Linked DNA regions of Triticum aestivum: region 2 is linked to region 1. The links are chromatin contacts, called in public Hi-C maps. All regions are on one chromosome and are shown on one strand. Each heading gives the region's core, a stretch centred on a gene start, on an enhancer-like site or on the middle of the called end of the contact. The rest is flanking DNA. Distances are from core to core; before and after follow the strand shown. Region 1 holds the start of LOC123045954 (putative adenylate cyclase regulatory protein). Region 2 holds the start of LOC123045957 (calmodulin-binding receptor-like cytoplasmic kinase 3).

Region 1 (6,707 bases), core at 2,644-5,143:
GAAACATGATATAGATACTTCTTGTTGGAACAAAAATGAATCAAAGGATTGCTCTATATTTAGGAAGCAATGTTACATGTTTGTGTGCGCACAACATAACAAAAGTCTGAAATCTCTCAAAACAACAGTGTGTATCACCCAAAATAGATTTGATAGTTTCACAACCAACAAGATAAATCAAAACCAGTCTAGAGCAGCAGCAGGGAGAGGGGCAGAGATATGACCTTGTGTAGGGAGTAGTCGAGGTCAAGATCATGACGATGTCCTCATCAAGCTCATCGGCTTGCGCTTGGGTCCCGGTACAGAGAAGGCACGGCACAATGCACCGCGTGCACCTCATGGCCATTGGGCGTGGGAAGACCGTCCATGAGGCGGGCTGAAAATTCTTAAATTCTAAAAGGTTCTGCATCAAAAACTAATCATACAAACTGAATATTAAGACAGTTTCACTGCTTGGTGCTCAGCTAACAGCGGCAAATTGATCCTAAACAGCGGCAAATTAAGAAATTCACATGCCTTTTCTATGTAGAACACCACCAACTGCAAAAAGGAAGTAAATCCAGAGAAGCAGAAGAAGCTACCAGCCTAAGTTAATTTGTCCACGCCGGACACCACCGGAAGCTGTGCTCCTTCATCGACAAAATACAAATTTAGATACAGGTTCAAATAACAATTCATGGCCAAATAAAATAATCAGATATGTGGATCATACCTCCCCGTGGTATCTAGGGAGACCTTCCTATTGAGCAACATTATGTCACGTAGGCGCATCCAGTTTCTGCATTAGTAGGGAATAAAGCACTACCCACTGCATGGCAATCAATTGGCATAAACTGACACAGATTTATCAACTTTACTCTCCAGACATAAAGCGACTATAATACTACTACTTGTTACCGATTAGAATTCAAAGTTTAGGCATCAGGCAGTAGTAAGCGAAGATGAACATCTAGCAAGGAAAAAAAGGTCTCTCCACAAAGTAGGCACATCAAAGTAATTCATAAAGCAAATCATGCGAAACATATTAAGGTGTAGTAGTAAGACGGCAGAGACGTTCCTGATTCAGAGAGGATGTGCTGAGTGATATAGAGAGAGAAGATAGAGGAAGGGAGTGAGGGCATCCGCCAACGCCACTGTTCCTCATTGCTGCTATGCCTATGCCGATCTGGTGGTCGCGTGCCCAGGCCTGCTCCGCTGCCGCTCAACCAGACATGCCCCGGATGGGAGGAGGCGACAAAGCTCGAGTAGTAGCACACGGAGGCCGAAACCCTAGCAACGGGGGAGGGTTCCTCGCCACCGCTAATTGCCCCAAGCTGCGACGAGTCACTGGAGGCCGCTAGAGCCTCGCCGGCGACGAAGGGGAAGCCGCGCCCAAAACCCTAGCCATGGCTGAGGGTCGGGAGCGAGCGTGGGAGGTCTCTAACGATGGATTTGGACTGATGGGAGGAAGGAGAGGGGCGAGGGGAAGTCCTTGGTGTGCCACCTGCCGCCGGGACTCGCGGGAATCGGCTGGCATGGGTGGTGGCGGCAGCAAGGGGTCGCGGGATGAGAGAGATCTCACCAAAGAGGAGATGAGGGAAGGCTTGCGTGCGAGCGATAAAAAGAGCAGTGATCGATGGCCCATCACGTTTAACTTTTCTCCTTCGGCACAGTAGTAGAATTGATGTGGCATAGGCCAGAAGGCGCCCTTGTAGCGACCGTTATTGTGTTTGATGCCTAAGGTGGTCATAGTGGGGAGTATTATACTAGTATCATGCATATGATACTAGTGTATGATACTACATCTATACTACCTCCGTCCGGGATTATTAGGCCCATTAGCCAAAACACATGGACCAAGGCAAAGCAATAATAACCAGCAACGCTTTACAGCAGCAGCCAATCAAATCACGGGCAGCTTTGCATGCAGCTAGGTGCCTCGTTCACTTTGCATGCAACCAATCCAGCACCTGCCAGCATTTACAGCAGGCAGCCCATTTGCCTCTTGGGTTTCTGCATGCCGCTACCCACGCGCATCACTAGCCAGTCAAGCACAAGTCTAGCGGCCGGATCAAGGAAAAGTAACTGCCTATAGCCAGCGGCCTTGAAAAAACGTACATAGCTTCTTGGCTCACCGGACTTATATACCCGGACGGAGGTAGTAGTACATAGTATCATAGATTAGTATCATAGGTGGTCTCATTTATTGCCATGCATGACACATAGTAGCATCACACTTACTACCTCCGTCCTGGTTTATATGTCCTTTTTGTAGTTTGTGCCAAATTTTGACCAAAGATTTAACTAACAAAATGTTAATGCATGTCAACAAAAAATATACCGTTGGATTCGTGTTTGAACATAGTTTTCAATGTAATAATTTTTTGTGACATGCATGAATATTTTGTTAGTTCAATCTACGATCAAAATTTGGCACGAAATACAATGGAGACCAATAAACCAGGATGGAGGTAGTATTATGTTACGATATCTATCTACTCTCTCTGTCCAGGTTTATTAGACCTCTCAGCATCATAAACATGTCCTTTTTTATAAGGCCCCGCTTTGGAAAGGCGCATGCGTGCAACCATTTCATTGGTTGCATTGAAAGCCATTGTTGTTAGTGCCATGGCTGAAAAATTAATGCACTTCATGCATGCTTTTTCATTGGCTGCATGCATATGAGAGAGTGCATCGGGAGTGGAATAGAAGAATTAATGTGAGTAAATTACTATGTGTCTTGGTTTAAGAGAAGTTGTCTTTAGGCCTAAGGCTGGCCATAATGGGGTAACATAACTAGTATCATGTACTTGAGACTCGCAAACATGCTTATGTGGCAAACAATTAAAGAAGAGAGAGAGGATCATAGTAACATAGATAGATACCGTATCATAATAAATGTTATGCTAATATGTGTCATGCATGTCAATAAATAAGACCATCTATGATACTACTTTATGAGACTAACCACAATGAGTAGTAACTAGATATGTTACCACTTTCATCTCTTTCTTCATTTATTGCATGCCACATCATCTATTTAACCTATATATGTGTGATGTTACTACCTATGTTATTCCCACTGTGGGTAGTCTGATATTATGCACTATGAATGTAGTATCATACACCAGTATCATACAGTATCATATGATGATACTAGTATATGTTACTCCCCACTATGAACAGCCTAATAAACCCGGACGGAGGGAGTATGTTACTATAACCATCTCTCTTATTTAATTCTCTGCGACATAAGCATGTTTGCGGGTCCTAAATACATGATACTACTTATGTTACCCCACTATGGCCAGCCTAAAACCGGTTTGTAGACCATCGTTTCTGATACAAATGCCTAAAACCGGTTGTTCAGGCGAAAGTCATCTTCATGCTCAGGTAGTTACCCTATTGGGATATGGTTTGTTGAGATGCTCTATTGCCCGATGTGTTTTCTCACCGCAACAAAAAGCAACATCGAACGTGTTTTTTTTTAAGAATTGACACATGGGGCTGCTGACTCGCACGCGATAGTAGTACCTCTGTACGACGAGTGTACCAGCGAGAGGCGATAAATAGCAAAACTGCGCTCGTAAAGCCGCGGGCCCCACGTGCAACCCCGCACAACGAACAGCCCTCTTCGGGGTCACAAAACCGGCAGCACATTCCGGGGTGCCGTGCGCCCGCCCGCCACGGTGGTGCCCCACCTCCTTTGCCTTATCCCTTCCGCTTCCCGGTGGCCCCCAACCCCTCGCTTAGCACCCACCATCATCCGTTTCCGCCGTGTCACCGCCAGTGGGTCCAGAAGGTCCGCGGGCCCCGCATGTCAGTGACTAAACGTTCGTAGCCCAGCGTACCGTCCCAGCGCTCCGCGACACGTGGAGCTCGCCCGCTGCTCCCCGGCGCTCGCTATAAGCCATTTTTCCTCCCTCCCCACCTTTCCTCCTCCCTCCCCACTCGTGGCCGGACCTGACCTGACCTCGCGTCGTCACTGTCGCTCGCGAGACTTCGCCGGATTGGAATCAGATACGACACGACGGCGACGATTTCAGCCGCCGACTCCGTCGAGCTCCGCTAATCCGTGGCTCGGCCCAGCATCAGGTCGCTCCGGTGGCCTGATTCGACGCCCGATCAGGTAATTTCACCTCCTATGCAATAATAACTAACTTTAGGCGCGAGTGCGATTCTCTCGGCTGCTGCTGATTTCGTCCAGCCTCCGACGTGCTCTCCTCCGTCTCTGCTCTGATCCTCCCGTCTTCGGTTATTCCAATCCAGATATTTGGGCATTTTTGCACTTCGTTCTGCCTGCCGTCCGCGATTTGCAGAGCTTGGTGCGGACGGAACATTCGATACTGTTGCATATTCATCCGCAGGGGTTGGTTGCTCTGTTCGTGGGGCTCAATTGCGTGTAGGATTGGTTGGCGGTATGTGGTGATTGGACGCCCAGGCTCAGTTGCGTGAGAGATGAACACTTCACTCGAAACCGACCACTTGCATTAGAATCGATTGCGTGGGGGTTTGGTTTTGTCTGACTGCGTCTGCATACAATCTTTCTGATAGTAATTCCCTTACTGCAGTGCAACTCAAGCTTATTGATTATATTGACAATCTTCTGATAGTAACTTCCTTGCTGCAGTGCAACTCAAGCTTATTGGTTATATTGACAATCTTCTGATAGTAATTTCCTAGCTGCAGTGCAAGTCAAGCTTATTGATTGTATTAATTTTATTGATGATGCAGGATGGCGTTGAAGAAGGCCAAGTCGTAGTCACGCCTGCAATTAATGCTAGAGAATCAAGGTGTCCGGGAAGAATATGCACCTTTGAGTCTGCCCATGGTCTGTGACACTGTACATCCATCCATAGACTTGAGGCAGTGATCAGGTTTTGTTCAGTGCAAGAACTCGCCATGGGCAGTGCCTGCTCAAGGAACAGAGGCCAAGTGGTCCATGAGGATCAACTGTACAGCGTCAAGTTCTCCAAGAGCGGCAGCTTCAAATGGCTGCTGCACACGCTGTCACGCAGCAGCTCTGATGTGCTCCGGAAGGCGCAGGGACCGGGCCCAGGTCGCCGCCCGTCACTGGTGGAACTTTGCGTGGCCAGAGTCCGTGAGGTAGTCATGTGAACTCGTATGTTCAGAGTTTGGCGAAGCAATGCCTGTTCTTGGCTGAGTTTATGTGGGTGATTGCAGGACATAAGTAGGTATTCAGATTTCTCCATGCTGCCTAGGGATCTTAGCCAGCAGATATTCAATGAACTGGTGCGGTGTAGCTACATCACCGAGGAGTTGCTGGGAGCTTTTCGCGACTGTGCTTTGCAGGTGAAATTTTGGTACCTGTTTGGTTAACTGTTTCAAATGAAATAGACAGTGATGTTTTATCTTAAATACAATTTTTAAGCCGAAACAATGGGAAAATTCCCCACTGCATTTTGTTTTATTGATATGGGTTATGTACAGAAGAATGATGAATAAAAGAATACAAGTCTAGCTTATCCCTGTTAACTATGAACAATTACTTGATGTAAAATTAAAGTTCCCGTACCATCAATCAGGCCTTTATATGTAAATATGTTTTATTTTTCTCGACAAATTCTTGTGTATTATCAGGGAGTGAACAAAGGCAATAAGGCATCTTATCAGACATTCGTTGTTGGTTTTTCAAGGTTCACTCAGTAATTTAGAATGCAATTCTTTGTCAAGCTTGTCTTGAGCTTGTTCATAGAAAGTAAAAATTACTTTGGTAAATTTATCCGGTAAGAATGAAAAAGTACCTATTCCTTAGGGAAGCCCATTTAATAGACCATTTGAGATCACTTAGGTAGCTAGCTACCTTATTCCTAGTCAGATGGCACTTCTTGCTTAAGGTAAATTGCAAGCCAAGCCACCAGTTTGCTTGGTGAGCTAGACCAGAAAAGAAAACTTGAAGGCTTTTATCGCGCTCTGGGACGAGTTAGCCCTATATGACAACCAATTGATCTTCCACACTATTCGGTATCAGGATATTTGTCTGGATGAGTACCCTGGAGTGAAGGATGCTTGGATGGAAGTAATCGCTTCTCAAGGGCAGTCCTTGCTATCTGTTGACATCTCTTGCTCTGATGTGACTGATAGTGGATTGAATCTTCTCAAAGATTGCTCAAATATGCAAAGTCTGGCATGCAATTACTGTGATCGAATTTCTGAACATGGACTTAAAACAGTGTCAGGTAAGTGATGACAATAGTTGAGTAGCTGTGCGAGTCTGGGGGGTGAATGTTCACTTTTATGATGTATGATGTGTGTCTTCATTCTGCAGGCCTCTCAAACTTGACATCGCTCAGCCTTAAGAAATGTGCTGCTGTTACAGCTGAAGGAGCAAAAGCCTTTGCAAAGTTAGTTAACTTGGTAAATTTGGACCTTGAGCGATGCCCAAAAATTCATGGTGGCCTTGTTCATTTAAAAGGTGGCCTTTTGTTCCCTGAACCAATTGTTTGTAAAGCGTGCCGAATCACCTAATTTATTCCAACTTATACATTTCCATTTCCTGGCATGTGATACATACATTTGTTTGTAGTCACTATAAGAATTGGCATGCAGCCTATTTATTCGCATTCCGCTCAATAGCAAGTAACTCTGAAAAACTACTTGCCTCTGTTGCAATAACATAACATTCTTTTACAGGCTTGAGAAAACTGGAAACACTGAACATGAGATATTGTAACGGCATCACAGATTCAGATATGAAGTATTTATCA
Region 2 (6,707 bases), core at 2,921-5,420, 610 kb before region 1:
TGCCCATCCCATCCCATGTGAAACCTAGCTTCCATGGGTGCTCATGGTTCTCCTAAACTAAAATGGCACCAGTGCTAGTGCCTGTTGGTCGAGTTTTTTTCCTTCTATTTCTAGTTGTGCTTGTTTACAAATTGTTTCGAAAGTGGTTTGATCTACCTTTCACGGGGTACCACTAAAGAGAAATCTTGAGCAACATACTTGATTCATAACAGAGCTAACTAGTAAAGCTTAGCTGATTAAAAAATTAAACAGGATATCAACGACTGAAATAGTATAAACATAAGAGAGGAAAGCAAAGACATACCCATCGCACGGTAATCTTTTCTCTTCCTCCTCTGTTCACCTCAATAGGACGACGACCTGATAGGATTTCCAGGAGCAAGATGCCGTAAGAGAACACATCACTCTTGACTGTCAGATAGTTTGTCCGCAGATACTCTGGATCCACATAGCCAGCTGTTCCTTTCACATCAGTTTGAATCTCTGACTGGCCTGGATCTGTTGAACCAATTCTTGCAAATCCGAAGTCGGCTACTTTTGCCCTGAAGCCTTCAGTTAGTAGAATGTTTGATGACTTCACATCCCGGTGTATAATGGGCTTCTCTAAAAGCATAAGATTGCATTATAATTTAAGAAAAGATATATGCAAATCGCCAGCAGGAACGATCAAATTACAATGCGTCTTTTTACCTGTGGATGCATCAAAATACTAAAGAGCAAAAGTATGTTATACAAGTTTACTTCTATTGAATAGATAATTTTATATTCATGCAGTTAGCTAAATCTTGCATTTAAATGGAGGACACACAAAAGAAATCTAGTCACGTGGCTGATCCTTGTGATTCACTAAATTCATAATTTAGGTCGCGCATGCAAATTAGGATTGTGTGCCCTTGTTAAGCATAGCCTCAAATTCTTGTGACTGTTAAACTTGCACAGCAAATGCTTATTTGCACGCACTCTTAAAACACGTTAGGCCCACTTAATAAAAAGCTGGAGTACATGTACATGACATTTTCTCAAGGCAACGGACAGCCAAAATAATTTCCAAAAACGTATGCCATCATGACAGCTGACAGGTACCACAAATTATTAACTTCCAGTGCAGCAAGAATACTTTGTTCATGTGTTTCGTTACTGCTGAGGTAAATTCCTTAACATGTGACTGAATCAGAATAAAAAGTAGAACCATTTGATTAGTGTTTTACTTGACAGTTCTATAGTCAGCAAATGAAAACATGTAGGCAAAGGTGTACCTGCATATAGATGCAGATAAGTCAATCCATGGGCAACATCTATGGCTATTTCAAGCCGCTGACTGAAGCCCAATATTAGCCCATGTTGTCCTGAAAGACAATATAAAAATGTTACTGTTCATCCTGAGAAGGAATCAAATAAAGCAGCAATCTGGTTTGCAGCATACCATCCAAATGTTCCCTAAGAGTGCCATTTGACACAAACTCGGTTATGACAATTCTTTCATTCCCTTTGTCAATATATCCAAGTAACTGGACCAGATTCCTGTGTTCGATTTTTTTTAGTAGTGCAATTTCATTTTTGAATTCTGCATGTAAAGAAGCAAAATGTTCCTGGGAAAATAGACCATATCAGAATCACAACTCAAACAGCGGTAAAAAGAAGTGAAGGTACCCAATTATTATCAACAGCTATCCGGATTGCGGAGAGGAAAAAAAAATCCGACTAGTGAACAGGCTTACACAACACATAAAAGATATAAGAGCAATGCACAACTACTGGAATGAAGAATGCAATGCAGCATGTTTTATTGATGCATAACCCTGTTATTCTTATGTTGGTCTACGCACATATGGATCAATCAACAACTGGGTCTACCTAAACATGCATTAGCCAATTTCTTGTTCTTTCTTGATTCCACCCAAGAGAGAGCAGTGGATGATAAGCTCAGTAAACAATCTAAAAATGTTTCAGCCCAAACAGGACTTCTTCTCTCTGAAACAAGCGTCGAAAGGCGTGCCATTGTATATTACAAACCATCCACAGTGACTTTGACCCAAACGACCAAAAAGAGGCTAGCAGCCTCCCCCAAAAGGGAGAAAAAACTAACTATACAAAACCTGAACAAACCTAGAAAATTCGACAGAAAACAAAGCTAAGCTAGACAAGGAAAGCTAGGCTGGAGTATAATAGAACTTCTAAACCTCATGAAGTGTCGTGTCTAATTAGGCTTTTAGCTAAACCTAATAGAGTGGAATTAAAGCAACCAGAATAAACAATAATAGTTCAGTCATTGTACTTATGCAAATCTCTAGTTTAGTTGCCAGAAAAAATAAACTACCTTTCTTGCCCTTTTAATAGCCACAACAAGGCCATTTTGCAAGTCCATTCTGTAGGCCTTTCCAAAATAACTTTCGCCAATCATCAAGGCCGGTGAAAAGTTACGTGTCAGTTTAATAACAGTTTCAAGACTGAGGTTCAATGGATCATTTCTACTTGGCGGTGAAGATAATGAAAATCTAGATGGACTTGCAGGTACCCGAAGAGGGCTCGAGGGAATTCTGTCAGAAATTGACCTCATTTCAGAAGAACTCACTGAAAAAGGAAGGGAACAATATGTCAAACGGTGGCAAAGTGTTGATAACCACAAAATTTGCATTTAAATTTCATCACAAAAAATAAGTTAGGCATTGATTCAGTGTGTTAACAGGTTTCATGACCCGTATATGAAAATTCGTCATTTTGCTTACAGGAATTTCCGTCTTTTGCAAGAACAGGATCTTCACTTCCATCCTTCCTTTTTGAGCGAAAACAGGGGCACAAGGATTCAAAGCACACAAGAAACATTTCTGTAGCTGTAGCGGCTACCATAACGTTATCTGTCTCCGGTCCTCCAGTAAAGAAGTGTGCTGTGCCTCATTTGTATCCGATGTCCCAAATTAGCACGCTGACGGACACAATAATTTGCCTCCAGACCTATCTCACTTTAGGCCACAAGTTGTCCAAAATATACCTCCAAATCTCTCACACCTTAGACCAAGAGTTCTCCAAAATCTGCCCCCAAGCGTATCTCACTTCAGAGCAATACTTGTCCTCTTTTCCCTTGTAGTGGTACAGTGCTACAATGCAAACAGCAAATGTGTAAAAGATTTAATTTAGTCATTTGTGATGAATGAATAAAGGAATAGCTAGTACAACTCGAGAGATGACATGATCATAACTGGTGAGTAAATGAATTATCCTCCTAACCAATAACGAAACTGCCTCCCTTTCCATTCTTGTCATTTGCCACAAAACATCTACAACTGATACTTTTACATGTAGTACAACACTGGGGCCTTTGCATATTTATAGTAAGCAACTTGACAATGCACGCAACTAACAAACATAGATGACAAAACAAGACCACCACTCTAGACAAAATTGCACTTATAGACAGATCGAACTAGCCATGAGAGACAAATTCACCCATGTGTCAACTGAAAGCAGTAAGGGGAAGCAAACAAAAAGGATTGAGACGGCGCCCCGTACGATTACCGAACCTGGCGTCCCCTAGCACAATCACAGCAAAACTGGAGCTTGATGGAGCCTTATCCGCAGCCCTGTCAGTTTCAGAAACAACACCGCGACAGGCCCCGCTTCTATAGCTCCCAGATTAAACACGCGAGCTAGCGGCTGCAACAAGTAAAGCATCGAGAAGCGCAGCCCTACGCCTACAGAGAAATCCCACAACAGAGAAGTAACCCCAAGAACCAAGAACGCGGCACTAGGCTAGCGACCATTGCGACAGGCGGTGCGGCAGAGGCGAGCTAGCAATCAAGCAGGGAAGCAACCTAACCACGCGCAGAGGAAGCATCATCGCAATCGGCCTCGGGGAGCTCGGAGGAAACGGGGACTCACCGGAGGATATAGGCAGCTATAGCTGAGCCACCGCGCGCCGAATGCTCCGCCACCGCGGAAGCCACAAGATCCAGGCTGAGACGTGTACGCGGAAATGGCGAGGAAGGCGCCGACCGGGACAAGGATGGCGCCTTTGGTTTGATCGGATCTTTGGTGGGGCGGGATGGAAACCGTGTGCGAGGACCGGAGGGAGCGAGAGGCCGCCGAGACGAGACCGACGACCCGGGCGGGGGGAGGCGACTGGTAAACGACGCCGACGGAGGGAATTTTTTTTCTGTGGCGCCACTTGCCGCCAGGGGTGGGTCTGCCCCGTTTTGTCAGTGGGAGTGCGGCTGGTTGGTGATGGGAGGCGTACGACCCTGTCGCTGCGGGTGGGTGCCGCGGCAGCCGCAACGGCGTGTACTCCTTTGGTCCACCCCGAGGTTTTTTTTCTTGAACATCACTACTACAGACACAAGCGTTCATATATATACGCGCATACACTCATTCTACGAACACACACATACATCCTACCCCTATGAGCATCTCCAAAAAACTGAGCCGGCACAGGTTAGCTGAGGATGCCAGTCCCTCTAATCATCCAACCACAGGTTGGTTCGTACCCCGAGGATCCTTCGAGGCATGCTACTCTGTTAGGGCATCACAACGGAGCCAAATTCACTATTGTGACCCTTATGCAAAAATTTAGCATGATTTGATCCTGTTTGTAAAAAAAGTTTGTATCTAATCATTTTCTTACCGTCGTAGATGTTGGTAGTAGAATATAACGGGTTATCTTCATGGTCAACGGCAGTAGGCTTCTGATCAACGCGATGATGTGGCAAGTGGCTACCGCCATAGTAGCACCTGGGGGGACCTGAATGCTATAAATAGTGTGTGTTGCAAATTCTTTTTGTTTGGTTTGTTTTTTGCCCAATAAAAATGATAAAAATAGTCTAATTAATGTTAGATATGAATTATTGTCAAAAATATTTTTTTACTTGTCTGTAACTATTCTTTTTTTAGAGTATCTGTAACTATTCTCTTGACGGTTGATGGATTGAGATAATTTTGACCATGTAAATCTTTACCTAATAATAAAGAGATTTGGATTTTTGTACATACGTCATAAAAAATACCCTCGAAGTTGGCAAAAATTACCCACCAATGCCACCCATAAGTGGTAAAAAACGATTCACGCAGGTTCTGGTTTATATATGCTGAGATCCCCTAATATAACACGAAGATATGCTGAGCACAGTGGCCAGCGCCGCGCGACTCCACTACAAAGATCAGGGTTTGATCCCCAGCCTGCCCACTTTTTATCTCTCCTTTTTTCTTTCGCAAGCGCGCCTACTCCTCCCGCACACGGTAATGGGCTGGCCCATTTGCAGGCTGCAACGCCTCTGTTTTCTATTTCATTTTTTGCTTTCACGTTCTCATTTCTGTTTTAGTTTTTTCTTCTTTAAATTTATTCGTGATTTCCAGAAAAACAATATTTCAAAAAAAGTCTTGAAAAATTATAAACTGTTTGTGAATTAAAAAAACATTCGGAAAATCATAAAATGATCATGATTTCAAAAAATTGTTCACGTATTATAAAAAACTATTACGATTTCAAATAAATTTTCAGGAAATAAAAAACGTTCATGATTTTTAAAAAATATCCAATATTCGAAAAACATTAGAGAATTAAAAAAATGTCTATTAAAGTTTGGAATATGTTCACAAGAATTAAAACAGATCCATAAATAATGAATATAACGAACCGTCGCAGGAGATCTGTAGGGGTCGCTTCATGATTGTATTCAGTCCCTCGATTTTGGATAAAAAAAAGTTTTTCATGTCTTGTACAACGCTGAGCCCTCAAAAATTGACACAACTTTCTATAGGTTAATTTTTATAAGCTATATAAAAATGACTAAATTTCTATTTTGCATTCATACACAGCTATATTTTTTTGGTACCACATTACTGATTATTATAAACACCGCTACGCTAGGTCAAGGCGAGGCACTCACTCATCAATCTAGCTCATGCAGTGTCCATCAATGTAGTTTGATCATCGACATTTTTTTCGTTGTGACGCGTTAGAAAATCAAGTCGTGATGAGACCATCACATTTTTTATTTTTTAAATGACTTTTTAAAAGTCCCTTATCTCGTCATGACATCACCCAGACATACTTTATGAAAATACATTCTAAAAGTCCTTATCTCATCCTGGCATTTGGTTCAGAATTTCTTTTATATCTATCGCACGTGCATAATCTAATAGCTTTTCTTCCATTGCAATGCACGGACATATTTGCTAGTATCATTTACAAGAGAAGCGTTTTTTTAAGAAACGACGGGGAAAGATGTTCTCTCTTTCCTAAATATAATCACTCGATGCATGTTTACAAGGCATCTTCATTCAACATCTTCACGGTCCATCGGTTTACCGTGCCACAATTGGATGAGAGTTTGTCGTATGCTAAGTAAATTCAATTTATTTTTGCTATTGAGTCAGTCTAAGATAATTACATTAATCAATATGTTACTAATCGCGTGAATATTACAATGGCATTTAAAGCGTGAACACATATGACACGGCACATGTTTGTGTCGTGAAAAAATATAATTTGATTCAAATCTTCACTTTAATTAGAAAGTACATGTATGAATATTAATTAGATTACACGCATGTTGAAAGTTGCAAGTGCACACATATATTACAGCTATATGAATATAGTTCACGCGCTAATCCAAACATTTCTTTAACATCAGCGCTCCAGACGTATTTTTTGTATGGTAAAGAAAGAAAGAAAAGGGGAACATTTCCTTGTCTTAGCACATATCTTGTACATAAGG

Evidence for each region. Hi-C and Micro-C count contacts between places; a contact is called where the count stands out from the background.
Region 2: a contact with region 1 is called in a Hi-C map of leaf, with 4 times the contacts expected there. The contact joins the promoter of LOC123045957 here to the promoter of LOC123045954 in region 1. A contact is called at or near these places in 3 of 5 Hi-C or Micro-C datasets (all in leaf).

What each region holds. Positions count from the first base shown.
Region 1 is chr2B:547,754,417-547,761,123 of IWGSC CS RefSeq v2.1, reverse strand. It overlaps LOC123045954 (putative adenylate cyclase regulatory protein), which reads left to right and starts at 3,893. Exons shown (of 16, transcript XM_044469206.1): 1 at 3,893-4,108; 2 at 4,714-5,085; 3 at 5,164-5,292; 4 at 5,972-6,179; 5 at 6,269-6,415; 6 at 6,634-6,707. The coding sequence starts at 4,882.
Region 2 is chr2B:548,363,642-548,370,348 of IWGSC CS RefSeq v2.1, reverse strand. LOC123045957 (calmodulin-binding receptor-like cytoplasmic kinase 3) reads right to left here and starts at 4,170. Exons shown (of 7, transcript XM_044469209.1): 1 at 3,877-4,170; 2 at 2,727-3,095; 3 at 2,318-2,571; 4 at 1,424-1,589; 5 at 1,257-1,346; 6 at 305-603. The coding sequence starts at 2,847.